Regions from separate parts of the Mus musculus genome. Here all the other regions are linked to region 2. Evidence: chromatin contacts called from public HiChIP or PLAC-seq, Micro-C and promoter capture Hi-C data. All regions are on one chromosome and are shown on one strand. The core of a region is the stretch at or near the end of the contact, and the rest is flanking DNA. Distances in the headings are between cores, read along the strand shown.

Region 1 (2,700 bases), core at 139-2,638, 900 kb before region 2:
GTATTGTCTGGACATGGGAGGGCCTCTGTGCTTAGGAACTTACAATAGCTGTGGTTACTTGTATAAGATCAGCAAGACATTAAGCCGACGAATATTCTAGCGTGGAGAGGAAACAGCTCTTGAGCCTTTCTTTTCTAACTAAGGAACTATTGACATGGTGGCTTCTGGGTGTGAGATAGTCAGTTTCCTTTAAGGATGTGGCCCTTGGTGAGCCAACCATGCTTCAGTGGATGGCTTCATACCTGTGACTATATGGATGGCACAATTTATACTCAGTGGACTTAAATGAAGATGACGGGAAGTTGGGAGTAGGGTCAAGGGGTTGAGGGGATAGGGAGAAGAGCAGGAAGTGAATATGATCAAAAGAACATTTTATAAAATTCTCAAAGAACGAAAAAATATTATATTAAAGCTTCAGATAACAATAAAAAAATGATGCTGAGGGTTTCCACTGGGATGTGTGGGATGTGTATGCCTTGGATTGCATCCTCAGGATGAGTTCTAGTTACTTCTTTCATTTCGTCTCCTGCCTTCCTGCCTGATTGCCTTCTTGTGGGAATGTTGAGAGAATTTCATTATGTAGCCCAGGTTGGTTCCAGACTCACACAAACCGTGCTGTTTTAGTCTCTTGAGAGCTAGTATTACAGGTGTGAGCCATCGTACCTGCTGTTAGTGTTGTTTTTATTGAAGACTTTTAGCCCCCCCGGGGACGATGCCTGTTTTGTTTTACACTGCACACCTTTAACTGGCACAAAGTAGTTACTCAGTAAGTAGTTGTTGATGCTCTTGGAAACTGTGTTCTGATTGCAATAACTTCATACCAACGACTTGTATGTACTGTCCAGGTTTCCAAAGACTCAAGCTAAAATACTGTTGATTGTATCTGAATGCCAAGAAGGCAGAGCCAGTCTATAGAATAAAAGACAGAATAATTGTGTCTTTGTAGAAAAGTTCTCTCTTATATATGTGTAAGTGTATATGTTTTCATATGTATGTCTGAGTGCACGGAGAAAGCTTATTAAGAAAGATACATATTAAGTTTCATCACAGTAGTTAAGTCTAGAAAGGAAGAGAGGGGGTAATTGGAGTTTCATTTTTATTATATATTTTTTTACAGTGAAAACATTTTTTTGTATAGTTTGTAGAGCAAAAATGAGTATGTTTAAAACAAGCATATTCTGCTGTGGGAATTAAAAGACAGTAGAAGAGGAAGTTTTGGGTAGAAGAAATAGTCTAGGGGAGTCCTGAAGCTCAAAGGAAAGCCTTTGGCATTGGACACCGGGAGTCCATACAGGAACACACACTTTATGTTAAAGGAATGATGAGCTGTGAGGAACACCCATGGCAAGAACATTAATTTTACTATGAGTTGGCAGCAGATGCTGACCAAGGCCAGCAGTGAGCGCTCAGTTGTTAGTGACTGTGGTTTTTTCCATGAAGAGAATTTAGTGCTATGAGTAGCATAAATCTCTTTTCCTTAGGCTGATTTTTGCTCCCAGTAAATCTCTGTAGAATCTTAATCCCCCTCTTTAAAACATTTAAACACAGGAGGACGTAAGTCTCCAAGAGGTTATGAAACTCTTTGAAGGTTACTTAGCTGATAAGTGGTCGAGGCCTGGACTGGAGCCCAGGTCTTCTCTACCAAATGCCATGTCCTTTTTTTCCAAGAAAAAATTGGCCAAGAAATCACTAATGTGATGCACTGTTGACTGTTTTTCACCATCTCCATTTAGGAGGCCTGTATTGGTATGGACACTTAAAGAAAACCTAGTAACTGGTTAAAATTCAAATAGGATGACTTCAGAGTGGGCTGGGGAGCTGGCTCAGTGCTCCCCACTGAGGAACCGGCCATCAAACCCGAGGGCCTGAGTTTACCCACCTGATGAAAGGAGAGATCTGACCCCCTCAAGTGGTCCTCTGACCACATGCCCCGCTAAAGGAAATGTAAAAAAGAAATGTCCCAGAAAAAGTAGCTGGCTAAAAAAAAGTTTTTTAGGCAACAGTTTACTGCATTTGGGCTAAATCTGAGCAATGGGTAATTTGACAAAAATTTGTAGATGTCTAAACATTAAGCAGTATTGGGCAAGGAATTGAGTTTTATTGTTGGAACTAAGGGAGAAATCAAATAAGTTTATGTATGCTGTTGTTTACATTTTGATCTTAATTACCAGTTTTCATTATACAACTTTCTAAATAGAAAGCATAAAAGATATTGCAAGTATTAGCTAAAGGTATGATATAGGTATTATTAGCATTGCAGAATTATTTCTTATAACATAACATTATGGTACCTGGTTTGGGGGTAATGGTTTATCAGTACCATGATGTCAGAACATAGCACTGCATATTTTATTTTCCTTAGTATATTTTTCTGAGATAAAAAAATACCTTTTGGACTTATCATTGTTAAGTTTTAAAAAATGTTTTATATATATGCATATATAAATATATATTTGTACATACTTCTATAATAAAGTAAAGAAATTTGTAAATTAGGAAAGTTGTATAGTGCAGGTGGAAAATTGTAAGTCTAGACAGATTATCGGAACTGAAGGGATAATAGGTTTCAAGCATGAGTTCCAGGTGCCACAGGCTGTTACTTTATGATTGTTGTTATTTTTAATCTTGGGGCCAGACCATATCCTGGCATGTAGAGGGGAGGTCCCATCCTATTCTATACTATCTTTAGAATTCTTTTGG
Region 2 (2,700 bases), core at 41-2,540:
CTTTAATCCTAGCACTTGGTAGGCAGAGGCAGGGGGATTTCTGAGTTCGAGGCCAGCCTGGTCTACAAAGTGGGTTCCAGGACAGCCAGAGCTATACAGAGAAAAACAAAAAAACAAAAAAACAAAAAAAAAAAAAAAACAAAACAAAACAAAAAAACCCCTTAATGCACCAGTCAATGGCAAAATAAAGCACCGCGCTACATCACACATAGTTGTTCATGTGGATTCCCATTCCTTTCTCTGAAGAAACTTTTTAAAGCTGTGTGCATTTAAGTTGCTAAAGTACCAGACTACTGACGGAGTTGATATGTCAAAGATGATGCTGAATTTCTCTGAAAACCACAAAGGAAACCAACAGTCCCACATTAATACTTCGAATAACCCCACCAAAGAGGAAATACAAAAGGGAAATTAAGAGTGTGATAAGGCAGACGTGCCTTTAGCAGGAGTACTTCTAGATTGTCTTTTGACCCTCTCAATCTTGTACCTCAGTTCCTCCTAAACCCTTCCTTTTTCTACAAGGCAAGCAGAAAAAACGATGCAAGGCCTTCGGAGGGAAAACAAACAAAAAACCTTTCATCTTGACTTCTTCACTTCAAGGGGCCCAAACGTCAGCTTTCATAGCTGTCAAGAAGAGTCACAGTGCCTGTCCGGGTTCCCTATTACGAGGATCAAATACAATGCTGTCCCACTCTAAGTGAGAGCCACCATTCCTGGGAGAATTGCCAACACAACTCAGGTTCGGTTCTACTCGCGCGGCAAGGCTGGTTCGACCTACAGTCAACAGGAAGCTTCTGCGGCCAGACGAGAACCAAGGTGTCAGCACTGCCCTGATGGCTCACGCGGTTCGACTGTGATTTTACTATCAGTGACAAAGGGTGCGGAGGCACAAAGCTGAGAAATGAACAGTCAACCTTTCTCCAAAGAACCCCAACCCCGATCACCCTCCGAAAACAAAGCCCCACACCCCTCAGTGTTTCGGTGAGCCAGGCGGAGCCCCGCTTCGCCCGTTGCGGTAGTCGGCGTGCGGGCAAGGCAGGGAACCACATGCCGCTGCTGCTTTCTCCTCACGCCCCCTCGGGAGCACGCCTGACCCCTGGCGCCATGTTGGGCCGGCAGGCACGACACGGCCGGGCCTCCCAGCGGCCCGCGGACCCCGCGCAGAGCTCCCGCGCCGGAAGGCGCTCCCAGCAGACAGCAGAGCGCGAGTTCCGGTGAGCGGGCGCGCGCAGGTAGCCGCAACCCCCGCCCCGCGCGCGATCCGGAGCGGAGGGGCGGGGCCGGCGGCGAGAGGAGGAGAGAGGGAGGCCGCGGGGTGCGGGCGTCCGGGAGTTCCCTCCTCCTCAAGTAAAGCGTCCCGGGCCGGCTGCGCCGCCGTCGCTGCCTCCTGGCGCCCCGCGACCTGGAGGTGGAGAAGGGAGAGGGACCCGCGGGCGTCCACCTCGGCCGGCCGCCTTCTCCCCGCGGCGACCCGTGCGAGTGCGGCCGGACTCAGGTAAGCTCGCGGCGTGGCCTCGCGACGTAGGCAGCTGACCCGGACCGGGCAGCTCTAGGCCTCGGCATCCACCCTCCTGCTCCCGGGCTTCTCGAGGCGCCGCCGCCCCTGCCGCTGTCCGCCTACTGGTCCCGGAGTCTGGAAGTTGAGGAGAAACTTCTCCCCTCCCGCGGTCTGGCTGGCGGGCGTGAGTGTCTCGTCTCCTGGGCTCACTACCTGCTTGCCCAGTGCCTCGGTCTCCGCCCTGTCCAGTACTTCCCGATTCTGCGGGAGTCCGGATAGTGGTCCAGCCTATGTGGTGCCGCCGCTGCACCCTCCACCCCAAAGGACGTGGGGTCACTCCCGAATGAGGACCAGAGGGTAGGGCAGCGGCCCCTTCTCGTCCTAGCGGCTGGAGGTCTGTGTCGCCGGACGCCCGCAGCAACTGTCTGGAGCGAGGAGTGGAACTCGTGGAGCGAGCGGGTGAGCGGCGGGTTGTACTTGGTTTGATTGCAAACCACGACCTGTTTATAAAGTTTTCCTTTGTTTGGGTTTGAGGGTGTTGGGACGTGTTACAATCAGCGGCCACTTTTAAGTGCCTTGCCACTCCGCCTCCCCGTGAGTTCGGTTCTCTGTCCTCCTGTGTCAACGAAAATTTTGTTTGTGTTTTGCTTCTTGATAATTGCTTCCAGCTTTTGCTTTATTGGGCTTGAGAAAGAGTTGTTTTTAAAAAGTGGGAATATCGTTTCTGGTATAGGGATTGTGAATGGGGCATAGCGTAGTTTTGATGTAGTTATTCTTTGCATAAGTGATTGGAACAGCAGTGGAAATGACAGTTATCAAAGTAAATAAACGAAAAGTATGCAGTTGAAACATAACTTTGTACCTCTCTTGTGTGTTCCACAGCTGTGTTTTTTACATGTGATTTCACAGGATATTTCGGTATGGTATATTCATGTATTTCGTGTAAAATTACTGACCAAAATTGGCAATTGAAAGTGAGTTTAAACATCCTGTTAAATTTCTAAATTTAAATTACTCACTAATGAAAATGTTATTAAGTGTGCATGTGTGACTCAATTTAAGGCCAAATGTGTGCTACCTCTATTAACCAGCACAATGGTGTGGACTAGAAACATTTTGAGTGGGCAGATAGGGAGTGTTAAATTAAAAGCCAAAGTTCTTATATGCAACATATATGAGAGAGAATACAACTGTAGGAAAGT
Region 3 (2,700 bases), core at 108-2,607, 660 kb after region 2:
CCTGCTGGTTTGGGTGCAGAGCCTCTTCCTACAAAAGTGTGTGTGTGTGTGTGTGTGTGTGTGTGTGTATACACATGAGCCTCCAGGGAGTTCAGCTCTGAAGAGGTGCAGTGTAGGGGAGGAGTACCCACCACCAGTCCAGGATGAAGGCAGGCCTGGAGGGCCTTACCCCGCCACACCCTGAAACAAACTGACAGGATCTGCAAAATGGCCTTGTGTGATAAGAGGTATAGTGGGCCATCACAGGGCGCCTCCCTTTTTCCCTCCTGCCTACAGTTCCTTATTTCCTGCTGGCAGCACACGCTGCGAGGATTCATCCCCTGCCAGCTTTCAGGCTATAAGGAAGAAGGCAGTGCCCTTGTGAGAACAGAGCTGGGGGTCAAGCCGTGTGGTCATTAAAGTGGAAGCGCCAAAGAGAGGGACACTGTAGGGCACTTGGACGGTGGGCAAAAGGCTCCTCCCTAATCCGAAACCTCTCGGCTGCCCCGCCCGAAGGTGGGGTCGTCTTCGCTGCGCGTGCGCCAGGCTACGCGGCCAGGGAACGCAGCCAAGGAAGGACTGCCCTCCACAGGCAGGACCCCTGTGGCTTAAGGACTTTCATAAATGAATAAAAAAAAACGTAAGTGGTCCAAATCCAGGTGCCAAGCTGAGCATCACTAAGTCGACCAGAGGGGTGATAGGCATGTAGGCCACCCATGTTCCCTCAGCGCCACCTCTAGAGACTACCCGCTCCCGGATCTGCCGACCCGAGGCCCATGCGGAATCCGCAGGCTCGTCACTCCGGGAACACCTAGGTCCCGGCTGGGTGTCCACGAGAAGGATCCTCGCGGGACCCCGGGCCAGGAAGACAGGCCCGGCTCGGTCACAGTCTGGGTCGCACCACCACAGGCCCCTTTGTCACCTGCGCGGGTCGCGAGCGGGCATCGGAAAATAGGGACGCGCACGCGCGTGCAGCAGTTCGCGCATGCGCATCACCCGTTGGCCTCCTGGGTTTCTCCCCCCCAACCAGGCGCGCGCGCAGCGAGCGCGCACGCGCACTCGCACACAAAGCCAGCGCCGCGCGCGCCCGGCCGCCCCGCCCCCGCCCCTCCACCCCCCGCCCGCAGCCGGAAATGCGCGCGCGCGGCCTTACCCAGCGGCAGGCCCTTGTTGAGCAAGTGGGAGCTGCCCATTGAAAGGTGCGGGTGGCCGCGGGCCCCGATGAGTCCGGCGCTCTCCGCCGCCGCGAGCCCTGCGCCTGGGGCGGCTTCGGCGCAGTCTGCTACTCCGCCCGGCCGCCTGCGCCCGGCCACCGCCGTGCCGAGCCGCCACCGCGCCGCCAGCCGCGCTCCGACCGACGAGCGGGCGGGGACACGCGGCGCGCGCGCGCGGGCGTGGCCTCGGTTGGTCTGCTGTTTGCAGGCAAGGCGGCGCGCTGGACGTACGCGGGCGGCTCAGGGGCCCAGCTGCCCGCCGGCCCGACGCTCGGCCCCCACCCCCAGCGCCCCTCCCAGGCTGGATTCCCTTCCTGGACACGCCCCCAGCTGTACCCGCCCCCGGCCTCCCCTCCCCTGCGCGTACCCCGGACTGCGCCCCTGCCACTCCTTGGCGCGGTGACCTGGGCCGGAGCCTGAGTGGTGAAGCAGCCCATCCGCGTGGGGCGCTACCAGTCTAGTCGCCGGGGCCTCAAGAGGACAGCGAGAGCGGTTCACTCGGCCCCTTGTGCGCTAGAGCTGGGGCCGCGGACCCAGGACCCAGGAGCTGGACAGCGCCCCAGCCAGGGAAAGTGATCTGTGCGCAGGGACAGATGCCCGCTGGCCACCCCAGAGTAAGCGACTGACTGTTGGTGGGACTGTCAGACAGGCGTAGCGAGGGATACCGCTTAGCTGTTAAAAAAAATAAAAATAAAAAAAAATAAAATAAAATAAAATAATAATAATAATTAATAATAATAATAATAATAACATCACGGGAACAGTCCAAACTGAAGGATGCTGAAGGCCATATGGTTACGAGTTTTGAAAATCAAATCTTTGAGAAAGGTGGGCAGTATCAATGAGGGATGACAAGGGCCTGGGCATCTGTTTACAGAAAAAATGCTTTGAAAATACCTTCCAATTCCATCTATTGGCAGACATGGATGGAGAAAAAGATCTAACAGGTGGAGTCTCAAACCTGCTACAGTATTTCCTAAATAGACTGAGGGCTAGGGGGGAAAGCCAGCAGATGTACACTTTCCCTTAATCCCCACCCCTATCCTGGACTGTCTCTCCTGGTCTGTTCCAGTTTTCTCGAGCTGCAGGTGACTCCCTACAGATCCATCCAAAGGGCTCCTCCCAGTTGTTCCATCCTAACATAGCAACTCCATGGCAGAGTGACACCTCCTATTCCTTCTCAGGCTGCCCAAATTCCCACTTTTTCTTGCACATTGTGACTAGGACCACCACATCACTCCATCCTTGTGAGGGATTATATCAGGGCTTGTATAAAAACCCTTAGGGCTCAAAAGATGGCCTAATAGGCCATCACTTGAAAGAGGCACATTGGACTTGCAAACTTTATATGCCCCAGTACAGGGGAACGCCAGGGCCAAAAAGGGGGAGTGGGTGGGTAGGAGAGTGGGGGGGGTGTGGGTATTGGGGACTTTTGGTATAGCATTGGAAATGTAAATGTGCTAAATACCTAATAAAAAAATGGAAAAAAAAAAAAGAAAAAAAAAAC
Region 4 (2,700 bases), core at 4-2,503, 1.0 Mb before region 2:
TTTGAAGATTTGGATTCAAGACCTAGACTTTCCACTAATAACTGGAACAGCCTTGGCCAAGTTAGTTATTCTTATCCTTGGATTCCTCACATGGAAATGGAAATACAGCATTGCTGAGAAGATCACTTAAGACAACAACAACAACAACAACAACAACAACAACAACAACAACAACAGGCCAGAGAGGATTGCTTAGCCACTATGAATATTTGTTGCTCTTGTATGGGAGTAGGGTTTGCTTTCCAGTACCCACATGGTGGCTCACAACTATCATAACACTCTGGTTCCAGATTTGAAGCATGATGCTAAACTTCTCAGGTACCAGGCACACAAGTGGTACACAAATATACAAGCAAGCAAAACACTCAGGCGTAAAAATAAATTATAATATAGGGAGAGTCATTATAAACACACAAATTAAGCAAAACAACAGCAAAAATAATAAAATCCTGATTATTAATTGGGAGATGAAGTTACCAGTGAGGTCCCTGGTGGTGGAGTTAGGACTTCTTGCACAGGCATAAAAATATTGCTGGGCAAATGGTAGATCAGAGTACAATATCCAGAGACTACCCCACCCGGGGATCCATCCCATAATCAGCCATCAAACCCAGACACTATTGCATATGCCAGAAAGATTTTGCTGAAGGGACCCTGGTATAGCTGTCTCGTATGAGGCTATGCCAGTGCCTGGCAAATACAGAAGTGGATGCTCATAGTCATCTATAAGATGGAACATAGGGCCCCCAATGGAGAAGCTAGAGAAAGCACCCAAGGAGCTGAAGGGGTCTGCAACCCTATAGGTGGAACAACACTATGAACTAACCAGTACCCCCAGAGCTCGTATCTCTAGCTGCATATGTATCAGAAGATGGCCTAGTCGGCCATCACTGGGAAGAGAGGCCCCTTGGTATTGCAAACTTTATATGCCCCAGTACAGGGTGGGTAGGGGAGCATATAGGGAACTTTCGGGCTAGCATTTGAAATGTATATAAAGAAAATATATAATAAAATTAAAAAAAAAAAAAGATAGATCAGTGTCTCTTGGGAAAGGCTACATGTTTTGGAGCCAGGCAGATCTGGGTATTGTGATATTTGGCAGTATTATCTTTTGTATGGAGGGGGGGTCCTTCCCATAATACCACAAAATTCACTACCAATAAATCACTGAGTCAGAGACTGCCCGAACTTCAGGGGAGGGCGTGGCTTCTGTCCACTTCCTGAGCCTTCTACCGGAACCCGCGCATGCCCCGGAAGTAGTCGTTGAGCTCTTTAGGCGGGTCTCGGTGAGAATCGGTGGACCATGCTGCTCTCCGCTGTCTCTTGTAAGTCGGTCTGAGGCGGCGGCAGGGCCTGCGGCGTGGAGCCGAGGCGGTGACCCGCAGGTCCCGAGGTGGAGCCCGGAGGGGTGGAGGACCTGGCGCGGCGGCTGCCACCCCGCGGCGCGCCTCCGGGTCTGGTGAGAAGGCGGCGGGAGCCCCGTCGCCCTCTGCAGGGGTGTCCGAAGAATGTCTACTGGCCGCTGTGGTATTACCCCGCTGCCTGGCTCCTGGCTGACATCCTGATTAGAGTTAGCATCTCAGGCGACTTTGCTGCAGTCTGTAAAGTTCAAACAAGAGCTGTGTTGCAGTACAAATATTTACACTATAGAAGGGTGGGGATAGAGCAGATATTACTTAGAACGATGTTAAGATGGCAGACAACTGTTGATTATACCAAGACAACAACAACAACAAAACATTCATAATTGTGTGGGCCAGACTCACACCAGGAAAAAGTTATTTTAGTGTAAAGTGGGGAATACTTTTAAAGTGTTTTTGGTTACAACTAATGTTGATAAGCACTTCGAATGAAAAAAATAACAACCTTATCTTTTTTCTTTCTTCCAACCTTTACACACACAAGTTGCCAAGAGCAAGTCAAAGTAAGTAAGGTTTTTGTTTTATTGGCCCAGTGTTTGGGTTTGATCTCCCAAGAGTTGATCTGGGGTTATTTATTTGGTTAATTATTTTGTTGATGTGAGCACCTTGGGGGAAAAGTCCTTTGATGGTGCTACCATTGACAGTTCGATCCTGGGTTGCAGATACATAAGCTGAGAATGCATCTGATATACCAAAACCACAGATCATGTCGCTTAGCAACCCTGCTTCCTCTTCCCTTTGTGGCTGGTAGGAAGCCGAGGTACCCGTTACTAACTGGGGAAGAGAGCACAGTGGGAAATGTGGCCTCTTGCAAAGCAGTGCATTTGCACTGGGTAAACTGAGGATGTAAGTTGAGGACTGTGCTGTCTCCCTTCTGTCCCAGGGAGTATTCACAGCCTTTGTGTAAAGGAACTTTGCTTCTGGTCTCACCTCAGAATCTATTAGTTCATTGCTTTGCTCCTAAAGCAAGCATCAGGCTGGTGATCTGTTTGGCTCTACCTAACCAGAGCCATTTGCCTGAGTCTTCTGCAGGAATCTACAGATGAGCTCTGATTTGATGGAAACCTAGAGCCTGTTTATAGAAGTCAGTCCAAGCACTAGAAAGATTGCAGAGCTAAGCGTTAGGCAGCTGGAACTGAGAGGCTAGACCTGTGCCTTGCCTATGGGCCAGTCCATCTGTTCCATAATTTCAGCCCTAGGAGGCACAGACTTAGTGTCTTGTAGGGCTCCTCACAGAGTAAGTACCCCATAGAGACTTGTTGAATCCGTGTGACTGAAT

Evidence for each region. Promoter capture Hi-C pulls out the DNA fragments that hold promoters and counts their contacts. Hi-C and Micro-C count contacts between places; a contact is called where the count stands out from the background. HiChIP or PLAC-seq counts read pairs in DNA pulled down with a chosen protein or histone mark.
Region 1: a contact with region 2 is called in a promoter capture Hi-C map of liver, with 2.9 times the contacts expected there. The contact joins the enhancer-like site here to the promoter of Yes1 in region 2. A contact is called at or near these places in 9 of 39 promoter capture datasets (the 3T3-L1 cell line, the C10 cell line, the SN4741 cell line and 6 more) and 1 of 115 datasets of contacts at active chromatin or transcription factors (acute myeloid leukemia).
Region 3: a contact with region 2 is called in a Micro-C map of embryonic stem cells, with 5 times the contacts expected there. The contact joins the promoter of Ctbp1 here to the promoter of Yes1 in region 2. A contact is called at or near these places in 2 of 39 promoter capture datasets (cranial neural crest and liver), 1 of 484 Hi-C or Micro-C datasets (embryonic stem cells) and 2 of 115 datasets of contacts at active chromatin or transcription factors (bone marrow-derived macrophages and extraembryonic endoderm stem cells).
Region 4: a contact with region 2 is called in an H3K27ac HiChIP or PLAC-seq map of embryonic stem cells, with 6 times the contacts expected there. The contact joins the promoter of Mrpl33 here to the promoter of Yes1 in region 2. A contact is called at or near these places in 6 of 39 promoter capture datasets (the 3T3-L1 cell line, cranial neural crest, embryonic stem cells and 3 more), 9 of 115 datasets of contacts at active chromatin or transcription factors (embryonic forebrain, embryonic stem cells, extraembryonic endoderm stem cells and 1 more) and 2 of 9 other capture datasets (liver and macrophages).

Annotation. Positions count from the first base shown.
Region 1 is chr5:31,714,328-31,717,027 of GRCm38.p6, forward strand. The region is part of intron 2 of Babam2 (BRISC and BRCA1 A complex member 2); the gene reads left to right. Among named protein-coding and RNA genes, the nearest start is that of Babam2, 18 kb to the left of the region's middle. Within about 2 kb of position 1,389, at least 38 of the 459 cell types and tissues checked have an H3K27ac peak or open chromatin away from gene starts, as enhancers often do. A contact at or near this core is called in liver, where this site is marked.
Region 2 is chr5:32,609,881-32,612,580 of GRCm38.p6, forward strand. Yes1 (YES proto-oncogene 1, Src family tyrosine kinase) reads left to right here and starts at 1,291. Exons shown (of 12, transcript NM_001205132.1): 1 at 1,291-1,495. Gm10461 (collagen alpha-1(II) chain) reads right to left here. Exons shown (of 2, transcript XM_030254958.1): 2 at 1-2,172. The coding sequence ends at 1,344.
Region 3 is chr5:33,273,647-33,276,346 of GRCm38.p6, forward strand. It overlaps Ctbp1 (C-terminal binding protein 1), which reads right to left and starts at 1,358. Exons shown (of 10, transcript NM_001198861.1): 1 at 1,133-1,358.
Region 4 is chr5:31,612,698-31,615,397 of GRCm38.p6, forward strand. Mrpl33 (mitochondrial ribosomal protein L33) reads left to right here and starts at 1,254. Exons shown (of 4, transcript NM_025796.3): 1 at 1,254-1,325; 2 at 1,906-1,924. The coding sequence starts at 1,304. All of the region lies in intron 2 of Gm38424 (a long non-coding RNA gene), which reads left to right.